Linked DNA regions of Sus scrofa: region 2 is linked to region 1. The links are chromatin contacts, called in public Hi-C maps. All regions are on one chromosome and are shown on one strand. Each heading gives the region's core, a stretch centred on a gene start, on an enhancer-like site or on the middle of the called end of the contact. The rest is flanking DNA. Distances are from core to core; before and after follow the strand shown.

The links. A called contact is a pair of places that touch in the nucleus more often than the background predicts.
Region 2: a Hi-C map of skeletal muscle shows a contact between it and region 1, with 3 times the contacts expected there. The contact joins two enhancer-like sites. A contact is called at or near these places in 2 of 47 Hi-C or Micro-C datasets (heart right ventricle and skeletal muscle) and 1 of 2 datasets of contacts at active chromatin or transcription factors (skeletal muscle).

What each region holds. Positions count from the first base shown.
Region 1 is chr7:86,965,109-86,970,723 of Sscrofa11.1, forward strand. The region is part of intron 2 of SLCO3A1 (solute carrier organic anion transporter family member 3A1); the gene reads right to left. Among named protein-coding and RNA genes, the nearest start is that of SLCO3A1, 140 kb to the right of the region's middle. Within about 2 kb of position 2,438, at least 30 of the 83 cell types and tissues checked have an H3K27ac peak or open chromatin away from gene starts, as enhancers often do. A contact at or near this core is called in skeletal muscle, where this site is marked.
Region 2 is chr7:87,166,810-87,172,790 of Sscrofa11.1, forward strand. No RefSeq gene overlaps it. Among named protein-coding and RNA genes, the nearest start is that of SLCO3A1, 66 kb to the left of the region's middle. Within about 2 kb of position 4,267, at least 11 of the 83 cell types and tissues checked have an H3K27ac peak or open chromatin away from gene starts, as enhancers often do. A contact at or near this core is called in skeletal muscle, where this site is marked.

The sequences.
Region 1 (5,615 bases), core at 1,188-3,687:
AGTGCCTGATCTGTGGCTGATGCAGGTAAGTCACACCTGAGTCCTGTTCCCCTCATTAGGTGCGGTACAGAAAACCTGGGCTTGGGACTCACAGGGGTGCTTTCCTGATCTAGCTGTGTGGTTCTGGGCAAGCCCGGGCAGCACCTGCCCACCAGCATTCACTGCATGCCTCCCGCAAGGCTGGTGGACAACACCTGTCCTTCTGCCGTGCTTATCCTGTGTTTTCCAGCAACCCAAGCCACTAGTGATTCTGGGGTATTAATCTTCTTCACTAAAGGCTGTTTTCTCAGATACTCAGTAGAGGGAGCCGGCTGGTGGGAGCACAGAATTTCAAGCCCCATTGTACCCTTCACCCAGAAGACTCTACTTTGTCATTTACTATTTTGGATGCCCCCCTAAGATTTTGTTTCATTTTACTGTTTCTTTTTTGACCCCAGCTAAAAAAAAAGGGGGAGGGTAGTTATCTCTCTACTATGTGGGCTTAATCTCATTAATTCTTCAAGGAAACTTCAACAGGGCTCTTAAAGCGTAGAAGTGATAGGGATGGAGTAAGCTAGTTACAGAGGTACTTGTAGAGGTCCAATAGGGGACCAATAGGGAACTTTGGGAAATCACTGTAAATTAATAATCGCTCAAGAAAGCCATCAGAATGAAGCAGGCTTACCACCAATAAAAGCATGAGCTATGCCTCAGGTCATTGCCCTTAGGACCAAGGGCAGGAGTTTAAGGACTGCCCTTCTATTGATTTGAATAAGCACCTAGACCATCCTAGTTCGACCTTATAGGGTCAATTACTCTCTTACCGGATGCTAAGGTGGAGCTGCTACTCTAAGAAAGATGAAGAGGCGGTCTTTTCCGACCCCTACCTTCCCTTAGATGATAAAACTCTAGCCCAGCTAATCCTCAGGACAGAGCCTCCTTGCCTGCCCACTTGTATCTCTCCCAAGCATCCTATCTTAATAAATCTATGTCTTTCCTATCACTTTGTCTCTCAATGAATTCCTTCTGCACTGAGGCACAAAGAACCTGAACCTCAGTTAAGTCCAGACACCAGGTGAGTGATTCTAATTTAAAAACTGTGGGTTCAAGTTCTAAACTGGGTTTGAGTCCTGCCACATGGGTTCAAGTCAGTCTGGGCTCTGGCTTGGTTCAAGTCATAAGTGTTGTCAGTTTCAGAAGTAACTTTTCTTACAACTATTTCTCATACAGCCCCCCCGACCCCCACCCCACAAAGCCAAGGCCAGACTGTAAGGTTAATTCAACAGGCACTCTTGCGTGTGAGCTAAGTTACACTACAGAGAGCTGGGGCTTTGCTCTGATCACTGAGTGATCCAGTGATGCAGCACAAGAAGCCATGGCTGGCCTTCCATCTCAAGGAACATGTGGTTGGCATGACCTGTAGGTGGTCCTTTTCTGGCAACCATCAACTGTTTCCTGCCACAAATTTGGCAGGATCTCCTCTGGTAGCTGCCTGAAGTTGGGAGAGCTTGGTCTGCCAGCTAAATCAGGGTCTGAGCCTGGAGTGCCAAGGCTTTGTGGCAGGGGCCTCCTGCTCTTGTGCTGATGTGGGTCACTTGGTGGAGCAGCACTGGAGTGCAGAGGAATGCATGTAGAGCCAGTAGCTCTGTGCCTGGCACGCAGCATCCAAACTCACTCCCTAACAGGTGGCTTCTCTGAATAGAAATGAACACCATCTTTAGGCAATGAGCTGTGCTGGGTGCTGGGGAGGGGCTGGCAGTCCCCAGGGAGTTTAGATCCCAGGGCAGGAACTGAACATTTAGCTGGATGCCCATATTCTGCAGTGCCACGGGATCTGTTCCAACAGTTTTTCCAAGAAAGAATAGAGGGAGCCTGTAAAGGGAGGGACCCGTTTCTTTTCAAAAGAGGGTGACCTCACAACCTGAATTGCCCAGGCACTTCTGGTATGTGAATTTTGTTTTGAGACAGTCCAGGGTAAATGATAAATCCTATGATGGCCTTACAGAGGGAGGACTTGGCACGTGAGCTGGTCCTTGAAGGAAGCAATCCTTGAGGATGGGGGCGGCGGAGCAGGGGTGGGGGAGGAAAGAGCTGGAGCAAAAGCCACTAGTGTTTGGGAAATGCTGAGGAGCCAGTTTTGGCTGGAGCACAAAGGGCACAGGGAGGAGTCGGATGGCAGGTTCCCAGGGGCCTCACAGGCTGAGTCAGGTTTGCTTCCCCTTGGTTGATGATGGCGTCCCAGTGGAACTTTCTGAGAAGGACCAGGGGGCTCAGAGGAGAGGTTTAGCACAAAGGAGTGGAGGAATGGGAGGACAGAGCCAGGAGAGGAAGGCAAGCCTAGCTGGACAGGAACCCTGGCATCCCAAACATCTGGCCCAGCCCAGCCCAGCCGCTACCCAGGTCTCCGCCCTCCCTGGCCGCCTGGGATGAGGAGTCCTGGCTCACCCTCCCCGTTGGAGGCAACCCACTCACCACTTCCTGGATGCACACTGTTCCCAGGATGGGCTATTTTTGGCCCTCCCAGGCCAGTGTTTGACAAGAAAGGCGCAGCTGCTGGGCACTGACCCACTGTTCCATAAAGGGCCTGAGTTATGGTCCCCTGGAGGGCATGGGGTGGGGGAGGGGGTTGCTCCTTCCTAGTGCCACCTTGCACGTATCTCCTGGGTCTGGGGAAAGACAGTGAATGGCCTTTGCTCGGCACATGCTGAACCCAGAAAGCTGTCATTCCGGGGCCGTGTCTGCTCACGGATCGCTAGTGGCAGGGGACACTCACATCACAGTGACTCTAGCCTGCCCTCTGTTCAACCACAGCTGTAGCCTGTTAGGGAGAACACTGCCTAGGGAGGCAGAGCCTGACCAGTCCCGCAGAATAATCCCTGAGCAAGAGGGATTTATAGTCAAGGAGTCAGGTTTAGAAAGAACCCACTCAAAACAAGCTTAGAAACTTCACACAGACTGAGCTTCATCCTAGCCTCTCACCCACCTCCGCTCCATCACCCTGTTAATCCACTCACCATGTTATGCTTGGATTGCTTTAAAACTCCCTACTTTCCCAGCCCCCAAGTTCTTGCCTCTCCAACACATCCTCAAAATCCAGTCCCCAGATGACTGGCCCTTTGATGACAAAGTTAAATCTTAAATCTCCCTTGATGTTGCAGTGCAAGGAATAGTAAAATATACGTTAAGTGAGAAAATGAATGAATGCACAAAGGAATGAATGGACTGACTCAGGCAGCTCCATCTGGGCAGAAGAGGGTCTTCTCCCAGCAGCCTCCTTAGAACTGTGTGGGGTGGGAACCACATGGTGCACAGCTAAGGCTGGGCAGATTGGCAGAGGATACATCGAGGGCTCTGAAGGAAACCAGGCAGTGGATCCAAAGGAAATGTGCAAACCCAGCCTCTCGAATGCTTCCCCTTTATTTTTAGTGACACCACATTTCAGAAGGTGAAACTCAGAATGCATTTCCCCCAGGAAGACACCTGTTCTCTTTGTTTGTGAGAGCAGACCTCAAATGGCAGAGGTGAGGCAGACAAGTGTGGGCAGAGCCGATGAAAGCCACGATCCTCACCAACACTTTGCGCCTCGGGAAGAAACTAACGATGATTATTACACTGATGATGACAATAATATATGGGACCATTTAGTTAGTACACACCAGGTGCAAGGCTTTCTGCTAAGTGCTTAACACGCATTAATTATTCACTGAATAGTCACAATACTACTAGGAGACAGATACTATTATGATTGCTGTTTTGGGAGGAGGTTTAATGAGATTATGCATCTTGCTTGAGGTCACATAGCTGGTAAGGGTAGAGCAGTGATTTAAACCCAAGCTGTCTGATTGCAAATTTATCAGTACCGTGCACCATAGCACCATTTAATTTTTTCTTTCATGGATAAATGGTCATGCTCATTGGGGAAGAGGTAGAAAGAAGGAAGAGAAATACAGATGGTGGGTCTGCTAACTGCCAGGTATCATGCTAGGTGCTTTATATATGGAAACTCAGTGTAACACTCAAAACTGTAGCCACCTGTATGTCAGAGGTGAAACTACAGGTATGGGGTCATAATTAGCCCAAGTGGTGAGTACAGGGATTGGTAATTGATTTAGGCAACCAATCAGGAAGATGCGGTAGAGATCAGAGAAGGAGATGGGGTAGGTGAGTGGCAGCTTTAGTCTTAAGTGTTGAACTAGAGCAGAGGTTGGCATTGTTTTCCTGTAAAAGTCACTGTTATAGGCTTTACTGATAAAAACAAGATTTGGCCCATGGGCCATAGTTTGCTGATCCCTGAATCAGATGACGACACATGGAAAGTATGAAATCTCCAGAGACTCCTGTTCCAAAGAGCAGCTTTCATATATCAATTCATTCATGATTTCCGAGAGTGTACTTTGTTCTATGAACCTAGACTCATTAGCATATGCTGTCAAAAGGCAAACGCCTGGGTAATTACTAAACTGACTCTGGTGGGAAAATTCTAAGGCATGTACAACTTTTCTAGTGGGAACAGAAAGGGGAGCATTTTCCACTGAGTGGGATTAAAAAAAAAGGGAGGGCACATTCTCGTACTCTGAGCCCTGAATAACAGAACAGATGCTAAGACTTAAATTGACATCCAAATCCTTTCCTCCTCTTTGGAATATGGACCGGGGCTTAGACGAGTTGGTGGTTTGTGAAATTAAGAATGCTAAAGATCACTGGCTTTCATTCTAAAGGCCACAAGCACACAGAAAGCTTCTTCCTTGTGCGGATGCCAGAAACTTAGGCACAGCACCATTTTCACTGAAGAATGAAGGAGCTTAGTTCACTGAGGAAAGAAAGAATTAAAGGATTGGAAATATCGACATCAGAAGTAATCCATCTTCATAGACAGTAATTGGGGACAGGGGGTTCAGGATTGAGGCCATCTCTTATGGGAGAGAAAATCCCTCCGGTGACTGATTTATGGGTTTGACTTTGACCAACGGCCTCCAGCAGACATGCTTCCTAGCCCTGGAGCATCTCAGAAATCTATAAAACTCCCCAGAAGTGGTGATGAGAGAAAGCCAGCAAGAAGCAAAAGGCAGATTTGTTTATTTAGGAGATTATCTGGTCCAATATCTGATTTGATCATCAATATTTCTATTCTCACTATCTGAGTCAATATTCAGTGTTTACTGAATGAGAGTCTACCCTGCGCCTGGCCCCACGCAAGGACTGAGGAGACAACCGCTGCGGGGACATCATTTGGAAGATACATTTTTATTTTTAACCTCAACCATTAAAAGTATCTCTCGGAGTTCCCGTCGTGGCGCAGTGGTTAACGAATCCGACGAGGAACCATGAGGTTGCGGGTTCGGTCCCTGCCCTTGCTCAGTGGGTTAACGATCCGGCGTTGCCGTGAGCTGTGGTGTAGGTTGCAGACGCGGCTCAGATCTCACGTTGCTGTGGCTCTGGCGTAGGCCGGTGGCTAAGCTCCGATTCGACCCCTAGCCTGGGAACCTCCATATGCCGCGGAAGCGGCCCAAGAGATAGCAACAACAACAAAAAAAGACAAAAAAAAAAAAAAAAAAAGTATCTCTCGTAGGGTTTTGCTTGCAAAAGAAAGCTCTGCCTCTGGTCCTTCTTTACAGAGATGTCTTAGGACTCCATTT
Region 2 (5,981 bases), core at 3,017-5,516, 200 kb after region 1:
CTGGCCTTATAGTATTAGTTAGAAAGTGTTGGATTTCCCAGTGTGGCTCAGAGGGTTATGAACCCATCTAGTATCCATGAGGATGCTGGTTGGATCCCTGGCCTGTCTCAGAGGGTTAAGGATCTGGCACTGCTGTGAGCTGTAGTGTAGGTCACAGACACAGTTCAGATCTGGTATTGCTGTGGCTGTCACTGTAGTGTAGGCTATGATTTGACCCCTATCCTGGAAACTTCCATATGACACAAGTACGGCCCTAAAAAAGAAAAAAGAAAAAAAATAAAGAGAGAGAGAGAAAGAGAAAGTGTTCAATGTACTCTCTGAAAAATGTTATGTAAGATTGTTGTGGTCCTCCCTCTAATATTAGAAAGATGTCAGTGGATACATCTGGTCTTGGAGTTCTCTTTGGAAGGTTGTGTGCGTGCGTGTGTGTGTGCATGTGCACGCGCGCGCATGTGTAAAACAGTAGCCATTTTATCATTCTTATTATTTTGTTGGTCAATGATTCAGACAAGATGCAGGAGAAATAGCTCCTATCTGCTCTGTGATGCACGAGTAAAAATGTATCCATCATATATAGTCAGAATTTTAGGAGTAAGATTATCACTGAAGATAATCTAGTCAATCTGTCTGGAAGCCATCTGGTCTTGGGGGAAATTTTCTTAAAACTCTGTTTAGAGTTCAAAAAACTTTTGAATCTTTGATTTGATGCTTTTCCTCAGTTTTCCAATGTTTTTCTTAGTTATATCTTCAAACACTCTTTCTGTTCCATCTTTTTCTTCTGGTGCACCAATTGTCCAAATATTAAAAATATCATATCTTCTTAATGCATCTCATATGTTTAATATAAACGTTTATACACTTTCATGTTTTCTTCTCTACCTCATTTAATCTGAATAGATTCTATTAACCTATCTTTCAGTTCACTAATTATCTTTTTTACTGGAGCTAACCTACTCATCTACTAATTAACTCATCTAGTGGGTCCTTGTTTTCATATTTTCAATTCTGGAATTTCCATGAATCTCTTATTAAAATGAAATGCTCTAATGAAATCCTCCAGCTTGTCACATTTTTCTGTTTTATTTTTTCTCTTGATTTTAAATTTTTAGTCACTTTTCCTAAATCCTAGCATGCATGGTAATTACTTTTTTTTCATATATATATATATATATATATATATTTTTTTTTTGCTTTTTAGGGCCATACCTGTGACACATGGAAGTGCCCAGACTAGGGACCGAATTGGAGCTGCTGCTGCAGGCATTTGCCATAACCATAGCAATGCCAGACCCGAGCTGCATCTGTGACCTACACCACAGCTCACAACAACACCGGATCCTTTACCCACTGAGAGAGGCCAGGGATCGAACCTGCATCCTCATGGATACTAACGCTGAGCAATGACAGAAACTCCGGTAATTTCTTTATTGAGAATCAAATATTGGTTATGGAAAATTATTGAGATCAAATGACATATTCTTCAATAGAGAATTAATTTTTTCTTTCTGCAGGCAGTTAGAATTGAGTCAGATGTCTTTAATTCAGTTTATGATTGAGTAGTTTGGACAGTGCTTTCAGATTTTGTGAGGGATGGTATATTTCCTGTTTACCTTTGCTCCTAGGGTTTATGCTTTGTATGGTTCTAACTAGAAGTCTGGGGTGTTTACCAGAGCTCCTTCTCTTTGGTGAGCTCTGACCTTCAATTGCTGTCTTTAAGGCTCTATGAGATTACCAAAATCTCTTCTTAGCCTCTCAGCCTCTTAGACACCACTTTATACACTCTTCTTAGTCTCTTGGCTCTGAGCTGCTTTAATATTAGTAAATGCTTCAAGAGGAAATATGTCTAGAATATCAGACTCACATTAATGTGCTTTTCGTTTCTGCTGCTTTTTTTTTTTACAAGCCAGTATCTATTTCTTTCTCATGGCGATCTTTTCTTATTTAATGATTTCTTTTATTGATATAATTGACATATTACATTAGTTTCAGGTGTACAACTTAATATTTGTGAATAGTGTGAAATAATCACAAAAATAGACCTAGGTAACATCTGTCACCATACAAGTTAATAATTTTTTTCTTGTGATGAGAAGGTTCAGAATTTACTTTCTTAGTGACTTTTAGGTGACAATATAATATTTAGTTACCATGCTGTACATACTATCCCCATGACTAATTTTATTACTAGAAATTTGTATCTTTTTATCACATTTACCTATTTTATGTACCTTCTGGCTCTGGAAACCATCAGCCTATTCTACGCTGCTTTGATAGTGTTCCAGTGCCTTCAAATGGAACATTTTCTGCAGTCATTTGTCTGTTCATGTTTTCAACTTGCTCCTACCTTTGTCCTGAACTACTGGTCCTGATTCTGTTTGTGTACTCATGTCTATACATTCCTGCTCCTTTTGGCTTCAGATCTTTGTACCCATTCTCCCACTTGGAGCCTCACCTCACCCTTCAGCCCTGGAGTTTGAGTCTGTTCTCCCAGCCAAGATCATGCTCCACTCCTTGACTACAATTTCCATTTGATTCACTTTTTTGTTACACTGCTTCAGGTCAACAGCAGTGGTGATGAGCAGAACAGATGGGATAACATGGAGTCATGAAGATGGATGGTTTGGCAGGAATGCTGGACATATTCAGCATCCCAAATGTTCTCATTCCCAAGGACTCAGCTTCTTTCCTATATTTACCATTCAAGTTGTTCACTATTTTACTCTTTGTTCTCCACCCAACCCCTCTATGGTACTTTCTTCAAATGGGACTCTAAAGACCCTTTGAAGCTCACCCCAAGTTATATTGCTACATTACCTGCATGTGATTTTGCTTCTATATGTCATTAACATGTGGTCTTGGATCCCATAACAAGACAACCAGGTCCAATCTTCATGGTGACTTCTGCTCTACAGGCCAGATTCTAAACATTTTTTTTCCTCATTTTTTTTTCTTCACTCCATTGTATGGATCTCAAGAATGTAGAATTTTCATGGAATTTTACTCTATAACACCATTTCTGTGTCTTCAATTTATTGACTAGGACTTGCCTAAATCCACCAGATTAAAATATTTCTCCACTACATCATGAATAACATTTATAAGCAAAATTAACCATACAATTTTTCCGTTAAGGCCTTCTAACCACATAATTTTATTTTTAAGACTTTCTAACCTTAAATTATGTACTTAATTTTTAGCCTCGTAAATATCCTTATTCTAGTACAATAAATTCCCTTTACTTAATGCTATCTATCAAAAGAAACAATGACATTGAAAGCATATTTTCCAAAAGCCAAATCTATCTTTTTATTTCCAGTTGAATAATGCTGCTGTGGTACTGCCCTGCCCTCCATCCTTCTAAGCCAGGGATTGGCAAACTACCGCCTATGAGACAAATGTTGCTCTCCAATTGTTTTGGAGGGGTCTGTGAGCTAGGAATAGTCCCCCCCCCTTATTTTGGCCTCACCCATGCCATATGGAAGTTCCCAGGCCAGGGATCGAATCCAGAGTTGGAGCTGTGACCTCTGCCACAATTGCAGCAATGCTGCATCCTTAATCCTGCTCTACTACAGTGGGAACTCCTACTTTTCACATTTTTAAATGATTCTGTAAGTACCTGAATTTTTTTCTTTGCTTTTGCCTCTGGACCTGTTAAACCTAAAGCATTTATTATCTGGTCCTTTAAAAGAGAATTTTCTGACCCCTTGGAGAGCTCTGAATGACCCTATGCCTTTAAGGCACTAAGTAAGGTGACAGAGGAGGTTAAAAATCACTGATTCTCTGAGTGCAATTGCAGGATCATAGGTTGTCTTTGTTGAGGGTCACCAAGCTGGGCTCTACTGACTTTGAAACAAAGGCAAGATGATTCTTCTGGAAAAGTCGAACTAAAAGGTCACTTATGTTGCATATGAAAAAGTTTTGGGAAAAAACGTGTTCTTCACCAAAGTGATCATTGAAGTTTCCTCTCTCATAGTTACACAGTGTCAAAGACTCAGCTGAAAACAGAACTGCCCTTTCCAGTGCACAATCGGTTTGGTTTCCATAGTTAATAATCTTCCAATCTCACTTTTCCAGGCTGGGGCAAATGGAAAGCAGTGGGAGAGGGAAGGCAGTGCTTTGTGAGATGAGACATTTTGGAATCCAGTCCATGGTTTTGTAGGCTCCAGAATATGACTTCTTTTTCCATTCAAGTCTGGTCAGGCTCTTGGGCAATGACTCACAGTAATTCAACTCATGACCAGATGCCAGGTTGTTGATTTGCACTGGGAGGAGGACTTGTCATGAGACCCGGGGTTGGCTATTTCTGCTGTTGGAAGAACTCTCTCTCTCCATGAGGGTGGATTGATTCAGGAGGCCAAATTGAGGTTGTTAGCAAGTTCTGCAATGAACTTAGAGACACAGATGGTTTTTAAGGCAATTTGAATTATATTCTCATAGTCCTTTAGGACATTTCTACCTAAAAAAACTCGAGTTCGTCTAGAACAGGGTTCAGCAGACTATGACCAGGGGGCTGGCAACCTGATTTTGTAAATGAGGTTCATTGAAACACAGCCAGGCTCATTTATTTATGCATTGTCTGTGACTGCTTTCTCCAACAGAAACTCTATGGCCTACAGAGCCTAAGAGATTTACTACCTGGCCCTTTAGAGGGAGTCTACTGATCCCTAATCTAGACTAGTATTTTTTAGGCTGAGTTTTAACCAAATCAAGTTTAAGAATTATAATCAGCATTTTATTTCAAGTAGAATGGAAAAGAATAGAACATATCAGAGTCCCTTTTATTTTCAAGGTAAGTCTTATCTTGTGAAATTTTTGTTTTTGAATGCTGTAGTGGTTAATTTCAGGTGTCAACCTGGCTGGGCCAAGAGATACTCAGAAGTCCGTGAAAGTGTGTCTGGAAGAGATTAAGCTTTGGAATTGGTGGATTTAGGAAAGCAATTGCCCTCTCCCAAAGTGGGTGAGCATCATTCAATCTCTCAAAGGCCTGGATAGAATAGAAAATGTAGAGAAAGTTTGACTTTACTCTCTATCTGACTGATTGAACTGAGGCATTGATCTTCTGCCCTTGGCATTCCTGGTTCTTAGGCCTTCAGTCTCACCCTGTAATCTATACCGTTGGCCTTCTGGGACTCTAGCTTGCAGATGGAAGATTATAAGAATTCTCAGTCTTTGTAATTAGGTGAGCCAATGGCTTTTTAATAAGTATCTTTATATACCTCCTGTTGGTCCTGTTTCTCTGGGGAATCAATATATATGTACACACAGAGACATATGTATATAGATCCTGGCTCCACAATGTAAACTGATTTTTTCTTATTGAAGGTCACATCAAATAACGTTTCAGGAATTCCCGTCGTGGCGCAGTGGTTAACGAATCCGACTAGGAACCATGAGGTTGCGGGTTCGGTCCCCGCCCTTGCTCAGTGGGTTAACGATCCGGCGTTGCCGTGAGCTGTGGTGTAGGTTGCAGATGCGGCTTGGATCCCACGTTGCTGTGGCTCTGGTGTAGGCTGGTGGCTACAGCTCCGATTAGACCCCTAGCCTGGGAACCTCCATATGCCGTGGGAGCGGCCCAAGAAATAGCAAAAAGACCAAAAAAAAAAAAAAAAAATTTCAAAAACACTGACCTTAACAAATGTCTTCTCTTCTTAGACAATTTGGAGAAGAACTGAAGAACTTTCCTTTTTACTATCATTATTATTCATAATTTTTGATAATAGTATTGTGTTACATGGTCATTTTTAAATGTCTTTCACACAGATCCCCATAAATCTTCACACTAAACTGGTGAAAAAGAGCCTACTACCCCTTAGGTAGAGCTGAGAAAACTATGGTCCCCAGAGTTCAGCTGTCTTGTTAAGGTTGAAGTTTGTTTTGAGAACCCTGTCTTCTGACTCATTGTCCAGGGCTTTTCCTATCATGAACTGTCTTCCTAGAGTCTAAGAAACTCCTTCCTGTTTGATAATTGCTCTAAAAAGGTT